3 separate regions of the Zea mays genome follow, and regions 1 and 3 are each linked to region 2. The links are chromatin contacts, called in public Hi-C maps. All regions are on one chromosome and are shown on one strand. The core of a region is the stretch at or near the end of the contact, and the rest is flanking DNA. Distances in the headings are between cores, read along the strand shown.

The links. Hi-C and Micro-C count contacts between places; a contact is called where the count stands out from the background.
Region 1: a Hi-C map of tassel shows a contact between it and region 2, with 3 times the contacts expected there. The contact joins the promoter of LOC100280639 here to the promoter of LOC100193562 in region 2. A contact is called at or near these places in 2 of 25 Hi-C or Micro-C datasets (leaf and tassel).
Region 3: a Hi-C map of ear shows a contact between it and region 2, with 2.3 times the contacts expected there. The contact joins the promoter of LOC100280066 here to the promoter of LOC100193562 in region 2. A contact is called at or near these places in 4 of 25 Hi-C or Micro-C datasets (ear, leaf and tassel).

What each region holds. Positions count from the first base shown.
Region 1 is chr8:94,940,532-94,943,646 of Zm-B73-REFERENCE-NAM-5.0, reverse strand. LOC100280639 (60S ribosomal protein L17) reads left to right here and starts at 1,570. Exons shown (of 7, transcript NM_001374586.1): 1 at 1,570-1,707; 2 at 1,826-1,862; 3 at 1,950-1,990. The coding sequence starts at 1,705.
Region 2 is chr8:95,240,610-95,243,705 of Zm-B73-REFERENCE-NAM-5.0, reverse strand. LOC100193562 (putative protein kinase superfamily protein) reads left to right here and starts at 1,717. Exons shown (of 5, transcript NM_001138671.3): 1 at 1,717-2,421. The coding sequence starts at 1,939.
Region 3 is chr8:95,553,519-95,556,299 of Zm-B73-REFERENCE-NAM-5.0, reverse strand. LOC100280066 (Nicotinamide adenine dinucleotide transporter 1 chloroplastic) reads right to left here and starts at 1,366. Exons shown (of 9, transcript NM_001358393.1): 1 at 742-1,366; 2 at 551-646. The coding sequence starts at 613.

The DNA.
Region 1 (3,115 bases), core at 321-2,820, 300 kb after region 2:
AGAGTCAGGTCACAAACGGCATCTATAGCAGCAATTCCATTACAACGGTGGCAGATGACAGAAAAAATCAATGAGGTCTGCAATGAAAAGATAGACCTGGTGATATCTCAGATATAGGTCTCCAATATACAAATGGAAGACGAAGAGGGTGGGGAACTAATATAGGGGGAGATTGGAAGAAGGCACCAATCTTTAGCCTGTACAGATGACCACGACCTACTTAGACGCACACAGAAGAATCGAGATACAAACCATATCCCATGCCATTTCTCTTGACAGAGAAGTACATCTTGAATGCAATCCCACCAGGCACGATGGATTTCATGAACGCGAGACACACACCTCGTTCTCCTTGAGGCTGAGGGTGTCGGCGAGGAAGGTGGTCGAATTGGCGTCTGCGCGTAGAGGAAGGTGGAGGCGTCACTTCTGGACGGTGCGGACGCAGTGGTTGTGACGGTGTCGCCTAAGACCCGCAGTCGTCGCCACCCCGCACCTGCGCTGACGGCGAGGAGCCATCACAAGACCGACCTACCAGCGCGAAGCTCGAGGCAGACCCGTCTTGTGCACACGGTGGATCGGCGCCATCGTGGGCGGTTCCTTCGGCGAATCGCTTGGATAGGGAGACATATTTTTGGTGACGATGGAGAGTGAAGAGGAAAAGGGAGATGAGAGAGAAGGTGAGAAGGGTAAGAACAGGCAACCTAGGTCTCGTGTTTTTTCTCACAACCGTGTTGTCACGCGTCAGGCTGTGACTGGTACAAGGGTACATGTGTTTCCTGGTTAGCCTTTTTGTCCCGTACTCACACGCTCTGCAGCTGTGGTTGGAAAAGTACACACGAAACTAGGGATAACAGCGGGTCGGATTCAGGTCGGGTATAACAAATATACGTCCGCGACCGTACCCGTGGGTATTAGACATACCCGTCCGCACTGTACCCGCGGGTTAAAAATTGTACCCGTCGGGTATCGGGCGGGTATCGGGTACCCGCAGGTATATATATATATATATATATATATATATATATATATATATATATATATATATATATATATATATATATATATATATATATATATATATATATATATATATATATATATATATATATATATATATATATATATCTAAAAACAATACCGAAATTTTCCAGAAAATATAATTATAACCAGCAAAAAATCTAGAAAACTTATGCGTACAGGGAACACTTCAAACAAGTCTTCATGAATTATGTGTCAACACAAGCATACAAAACATAATATGGAAACACTTCAAGTCTTTATGATACATACGCACTAGGTTTTTAGTTTTTACGGATATCCATGGGTAACCCGCGGACGACAAAAATATCCATAGGGGCAAGACCCGCGGGTACAAATTCGTACCTGAAATCGAACCCGCGGGTAAAATTGCCATCCCTACGCGAAACACTTAGAGCGCTCCAAAACCGAGCGTCTTTTAAGACTTTAGACAAGGAAGATATAAACTGGTTCTTTTTCCTTGGATGAACGTGGGCCAAGCTCGAGCGGCTCGGCCCATAACGAAGCCGCTAGGGTTTTTGCCCAGTAGTTGGCTTGCATAGTTGCATGTACACAATTTCTCGCGCTCCTACCGCCGCCGCTTCGTTCTCTAACCTTGGCTCCCGCTCCCTCCGCAGGAGCATCTCAACACCGCCTTGAGGACCCCCCAACTCGCCGGCTGCAGCCATGGTAAGATCTCCCTCCCCCTTACTCTCTCGCCTGTTGCATCTTCGCTGCCCTGCAGCCATGGATTTGGCGTCGCCCTTGCGAACTCCTGACGTGCAACGGGCCTTGTTTCTGGTTCCAGGTGAAATATTCGACGGAGCCAACCAACCCCACCAAGTGTAAGTTTTTCTACGGAGGGTATCCATATCCATTTGTGCATCTGCTGGCTTTCTGATTCGCGTGTGGTTCTCTTTATTTCGATGCAGCAACCAAGGCCATGGGCCGTGACCTACGTGTTCACTTCAAGGTGAGAGATTCCTACCTGCCTCCCGACCTAGATTCTGTTCAAGAGATCTCATGATATGTTTGTGTCCTACCTGCTTCCCGATCGAGATCCTATTCAAGAGATCTTATGATATGTCTGTGTCATTTTTTTTGCTGCGTTCGGTTATAGCCTGTTTCAAGAGATCTTATGATATGCTTTGTCATTTTTTTGCCGCGTTCGGTTATTGCCTTAGGCCTTATTCGTTTCCGTCGGATTGCACCCGGAATCGTTCCAGCTAATCAAAGTTTATATAAATTAGAGAAGCAATCCGTTTAGGAATCATTCCGACCCACCAATCCGACAGAAACGAACAAGGCCTTAGGGCGGGTTGTTTGTTGTGGAATTTAAATTCCACACCAAATCACTCTTAACACCATATGGATTAAGGTGGATACGTGGGCATCCAAACAACGCCTTAGTCTTTAGATACTGTACATCTTGAAGTTCCTCTTTACCCTAAGTAGTGTATGCCGTTTGACTCATGGTATCACCGATCATGTGTCACCAATTTTTTATTGTTGTTATTCCTTTCAGTAATGCTGTTTACGGTTGGCTTCGTTGTTCTTATGTAGATGCTTTTGGAAGCATGAGACTGAATTCACCAAACTAATGCTGTGTTCCCTCCCACAAAAGGATGCAATTCACACTTTCCATGGAGTAAAATGATTTGAAGTTTGATGGATGTTAAATAAAAAAGTACTTACATAAGTTACATTTATAATACAAGATAAGTACCATTAAATTAATCATTAAATATATTTTTGTGGTATTAGAGACATAAATGTTAATACTATTCACTATAAATTTAGTCAAATTTGAGTTAGTTTGATTTGCACAAATTCCAGCCCTCCTTGAATTACATCTACTTGAGTTTCTTCTTTTAGTGAATCTCTCTAACTGCAACATCTTATTTGTAAGGCAGTAAGGCACCAGGTACCAAAAGAATGTACTTGCATATCCTGGTAACCTTTAGAATGCTAAACTTCATTGTTATTGGTTGGACCAGGTTTCACGACATGATTCCAATTAGATTAGTATAAGTGATGTCTACTTGAGTTTTTTCTTTTAGTGAGTCTGTAATTATGGCAGCATAAGGCACCTGGCGGC
Region 2 (3,096 bases), core at 468-2,967:
AGTTGTGTAATTAATTTTGTAATTAGACTAGATTTAATACTAGTAATAGACATTCAAATATCCGATGTGACACGAGCTAAACTTTAGGTGGTGTTTGAATGAGCCATTGGCAATTTTGCCATTATCATTTGTGGGCTTGGCCAGTATGCCATCGGACCCACAAATCATAGACACAGACGGCCCCACCAGTCATAGACACAGGATGGCATAATAACAGGCAGCCAAAATTGAGAGTGGCAAAATAGCAAATTTCTCTGTTTGAATGCACTGTAGAACTAATAGTTAGATGTTAAAATTAGTTGAAGGTATCCAAAACATCTAGCTAATAGTTCAGCTATTATCTACTTTTAGCAAATTAGCTAATAGTTAGCTAGCTATTTCCACTAGCTATTTTTAGCCAATGTTTGGTAGCCCCGTCACATCTGATGTTTGACAACTAGTTAGAGGTATTAAATATAGTCTAATTATAAAATTAATTATACAGATAAAGAATACACAGTAAGACGAATCTTTTAAGTCTAATTAGTCAATGATTTGATTACGTGATGCTACAGTAAATATTTGCTAATTGTGGATTAATTAGGTTTAAAATTTTTTGTCTCTATTTCTAGTCTTTAGCTGCGTTATTAGTTTTATAATTAGACTGTATTTAATACAGTTAATAGGCATTCAAACATCCGATGTGATACTGACTAAACTTTAGTGTCTAAAACCAGTTTTGTTTTTATAGTGCTAAAGTTTAGCACGTGCTAAACTTTTGCACTTGGGAGTTGTTTGAATACAAGTACTAAACTTTAGCATATTATTCTTAATTAATGCCTAAACTAGTAGCAATACAATAGACGACGGGTGGGGAGGAGAGAGAAGGGGCATTTGGTGGGGGAGATGGAAAGAAGAGAAAAATGGGGTTGAGACCACTTTTTGCACAATTTAGCTAAAGTGCTAATAGATGCTAAACTTTAGCATAATACTTTTAGCCAATCTATTTGGTTCCCTAGGAGCTAAACTTTAGCAAAAGGTGTGATGCTAAACTTTAGCAAGGGGAAAAACATGCCTTGCTAAACTTCAGCACTTGAGGGTTGTTTGATACAAGTGTTAAACTTTACCATATTACCCTTAATTAATACTCCATCCATCCCAAAATAAAATAGGTTTTACATTTTTAGTTGATTCATACACAAATTAAGATATTTTTTTATATATGTGTCTAGATTCGTTATCATATATTTGAAAATAGACATAAAAATCAAAAACTAAAATGACTAATAATTTAGAACGAAGAAAATATCTCTTTTAAACAAGAAGTAGCTAACGAGGAGCATACGGTCGCTTGTGGGGGGAGAGAGAGCAGGGTATTCAATGAGGAAAGAGAGAAAAAGAGAGAAATATCACTGGGACTAGTTTTAGCATAGTAGTTTAGTATCTTTTGTGAAACTAAAGTATTAATAGAGTGTTTAAATGTACTAAAACTAATAATTAGTTGGATAGAAATTGTTAGTGAAATTAGCTAGCTAATAAATAGATGCCTAACTATTAATTAATTATAAAATAACTAATAGTTAAACTATTAGGTAGGGTAGGATGTTTGAATTTCTTAACTAATTTTAGTCGCTAAGTTAATTGCATTCAACACTCAAACGTACGAACACTAAACCCTAAACCAAACACGGTGCATTTTAGAAATAAAATACTGTGACTTTAGCGACGGAAACAAACAAAGCCTGTCTAGAACCAAACACCCCTCTCCACCGACTGCAAATAATCCGACTCCCACTGCTGGGTGCCCTGTCCCCTACCTCGGGTTCCGCGCAGAGGAAGGTGAGACACCAATTCCACTCCCAAACCCCACGAAAACCCTCGCCGTCTTCGTCCAAATCACTCGCTTGATCTCTCCTCTCCGAACCCGGCAACCCCTTGAACTAGGGTTCCAGCGACCCAATGACGGACGGCGACGACGAGTACAAGCGCGAGGAGTCGGTGGCCCTGCTGGTCATCGTCTTCCTCGCCGCGCTCTCGCTCCTTTCCGTCATCGCTGCCTTCGCCTACTACTGCTACATTACTCGCAAGGTCTCCCGTCGCCTCCAGGCGTTCCATATCCCCAAGCGTTCCAGCTCCCATCATACGCTTCCTCCCCGGGCCCTGCCGCCGCAGCAGCAGGGGACGGACAACCCGTCCAGTAACTCCACCAGAGATGGTGTCGGAGCGGCGGCGATGTCGGTGGTGGCTGCTGGGGAGAGGGGCGTGCAGGTGTTCAGCTACCGGCAGCTTCACGCGGCCACGGGTGGGTTTGACCGGGCGCACATGGTTGGGCAGGGCAGCTTCGGGACCGTGTACCGCGGGGTGCTCCCCGACGGGAGGAAGGTCGCGGTCAAGCTCATGGACCGCCCAGGGAAACAGGGAGAAGATGAGTTTGAGATGGAGGTAAAAACAATTATTTTTGTGCGTTTGGATCGTTGCTACTCAGCGCCGAATGCGGGTGTTTCCACGTGCTGGCTTTGGGGCTGGGACAGAATTCACCGCGTCCTGTACCGTGTTCTCACGGTTGGTAACTACTGGATCTGGCCATTGCGGTTTGGGTTTGGTGAAGCTCTGCCGTCCACATCAGTGATTATCGTTAGTGCAAATGGGTCACTGTGCGTTGGGGGTTCCCGTGGTTGTTCACTTAAAGATCATATCCTCTTTCTAAACATGGACCAGTAACAGAGTAACTTGTGGTAAGTGCGAAGTTCTCTACTGTTTACTAACTGTAAAATTTGGTCCCCACAAAATTCCTCCTGTGGAGGTGAGGTTTATGTTTAAACTTCGGCTGGATTATTTGAGATTCTCGATTGTGAGATTGTGATTATTGGCTTGTTGTGGTGTTTATTTAGTTGTAGTAATCGTAACGGTTGGTAAGCACATGTATGTGAATCACTTAGTTCTTATTAGTTGTCCATGGATAACTTTGTAGTCTTCTTGCATGAGTTGAGGGTAATGTGACCATTTTCATTAGCAAGATTTTGGTCAAATTTAAACAGATTTGGAGTGGAATGGGTGAAATTTAACTTGCCAGTCGTGCTTCCATCAGTGCTCTGTTGTTGGATGTAACTGCACAAT
Region 3 (2,781 bases), core at 117-2,616, 310 kb before region 2:
GAAACCGTGTTTTGGCGTTCTAAACTGTAAAACGCAGTATTTCATGCGTTTTAGACCATTAGCTACTTTTGGGCCCAGTCTGTTAGTTACTTTTGGGGTCCAATCCGGCTCATGGGTGAAGTTTTGGTAAGCCACTAACCTCTCTGTTTTGGTATTTAACTTCATATTATTGTCTGAAATTATGATATACTGGTATTTTTCCTATGTTGCTTAAAACTACATTTAAACTTTGTCTAAACGTTTAAAAGTCAAAATTTCATCCATAAGTGTTTCAACGTTTTATCGTTTTAATAACCTTGCCCCATACTAAGCAGATTTTCTCTAACCTATCTGTTCAAATTGTCCACATGACATCACAGACCAAAACCAAATGCAAATACCCCATTCTTCCCAGCTTATGCACCACGTACCAATCATCTTGCATTCTCGGCACAACTCAACAACACCAGAACAGGCTCGCTGTTCCAAACAGGTTTGTGTATGTTTCCAACTCAAGAGCAAAAAAAAAATGAATAAAAAATGACAAGAAATCCTTGGAGCAAGTTCCCACCTCCAATTGTGCCTGTGGTAAGCTTGGGCCATCCGTGTACCTGGAACCTGGTCTTGATGACATCGAGCGGGCACACGAAGGTCGCCGCCACCACGCCTGCGCCCAAAGCCCAGATCATCTCCGAAACCCCGAACATTGAAACCACACGCCGAAATGCATCGAGGAATTCCCGCGCAAACGCTGCCACTTACCAGCGGAGGCGCCGGCGACAGCGTGGCAGAGGAGGCCGCGGGCGGTCGTGGGGCCGTGATGGTGGTGGTTCTGCGACGACGAGGACACGGACGGCGGCGCCGGCGCCGGCGAGGTCGCGACGTCCCCCGGCATCTCGCTCCGACCGTCCTCCCCTCCCCGATCCGCACCTCGGCCACGCGTCGCTGCAGCCAGGGAGCCCCTTTTCCAACGCTTACTTGCGCGAGAGAATCACGCACGCGGCACAGAGCGCATCAGCGTCGGCACCCGATCGCGTCGCCGGCGGCGGGCCCGCGGACGGCCGAGTAGGGTTAGGGTTTGGGATCCGAGCCGGAAGCGGTGGGCATTGGGACGGGGCCGGGTGTATGCAAGGCTAGCTTCGCTTCTCCCTCTCGGCTTCGTTTCCGTCGTCAATCACGGCATCCCTTGCCTCGCCTCGCCTGAGCTTCTTCTCAAGCGCTCTCTCGGACTCGAAGCCTCGGAGGCGAGGGTGAGTAGGCCCGTGTGCTGTGGTGTACTGTGTACACACGGAAGCTGGAACAGAGTGGGCCCGTGCAGGGAGGTGACGTCCCACTGGGTTGCGGATCCGTCACTTTGTTGAGCCCAGTGTCAGTGGCATGTGTGGCGCTACCCTCGCTGCGTGCACGCGCTGCCGGCTGCTGTGGTTGACGACGAGGCCCCGGAGATCAGGGATCGGTGACCCAGTGTCATTGAGATGTCTCTACTCGCTTTGTGTGCCGTATGCCGTGTGCGTGGACGGGAAAACTTTATTAGTCTTTTGTGTGTGTGTGAGAAACGGATAGCTCAGTTGTCTTGTGTATGCGGTCATGGCAGGGAGCCAGGCCAGCTCGCAGCCGTTCCAGTCTGCCATGCGGATGCGGGTAGCTGTTCCGGGGGGCTGCGACTGCGAGGCCCACGGCGATGCCTGGTCGCCGCTTACCGGTGACGTCGTGGACCATGTGGGCCGTTCAGGACGGAGCTGTGGAATTAAATGGGCGGCGGGTCTTCGTCATTTCTCTCTCATCCTAGAGATGGGAGTCCTCTTTGGTTTCAACAGATTTTGAACATACGATATAATGCAGAGATGACACTTTTTCCAAAGCAGAATCCCACAGTCTCTTTCATCCTTGATAATAGAAGATATTGGGAAGTTGACATATTCTACAATGCAAAAATACATAGATCCAGTGGTGTTTGAATGCACTAGAGTTAATAGATAGTGACTAAAATTAGCTATAGACATCCAAATACTCTAACTAATATTTTGGCTTTAAACTATGTTTAGTAAATTAGTTACTTCCTCCTATGTTCTATTAGTTGTTTGAGTCAATTTTATAAATTTTGGCTATAAATAATTGTTATTTAATTTTTAAATCTAAACACTGATTTGTCTTTAAATTATTTTTAAAAAAGTATAAATGTATTAAACGACAAATAATAGAACACTGGAGAGAGTAATATCTAGCTAGCTATTTATTAGGGGGTGTTTGGTTTATAGAGACTAATGTTTAATCCCTTCATTTTATTCTATTTTAGTCTATAAATTGTCAAATATAGAAACTAAAATAGAGTTTTTGTAGTTTCTATATTTGATAATTTTGGAACTAAAATAGAATAAAATGTAGGGACTAAAAATTAGTCCCTAGAAACCAAACACCTCCTTAGTTAACTAATTTCACTAGTAACTTTTTAGTCAACTTAATATTAGTTTTATTGTATTCAAACACCTCTAAACACTATAGTCGGTAGGAATCTCTTGGGAATATCAGTTCCTTAGAATTTCTTTGAAACCAAACCCTGCCAAAATCGTCTTCACTTTGCAAACTCCGCTGGACACCGTACCGCGCCGTGGTACGAACGTCCGTGACATCTATTTTGATCAGACAACTAATAATACATAAACGGAAGCTAGTACTATTCCGTGATGTGTAACCTTGTTTTTGCCTTTTCTTAAAAAAAATCTAACAATTCTTATTAAATCCGCGTTAACGAAAGTCATAGGACTTGTTTGGATGCACGTGATTTAGGGGTTATTTAAGAGT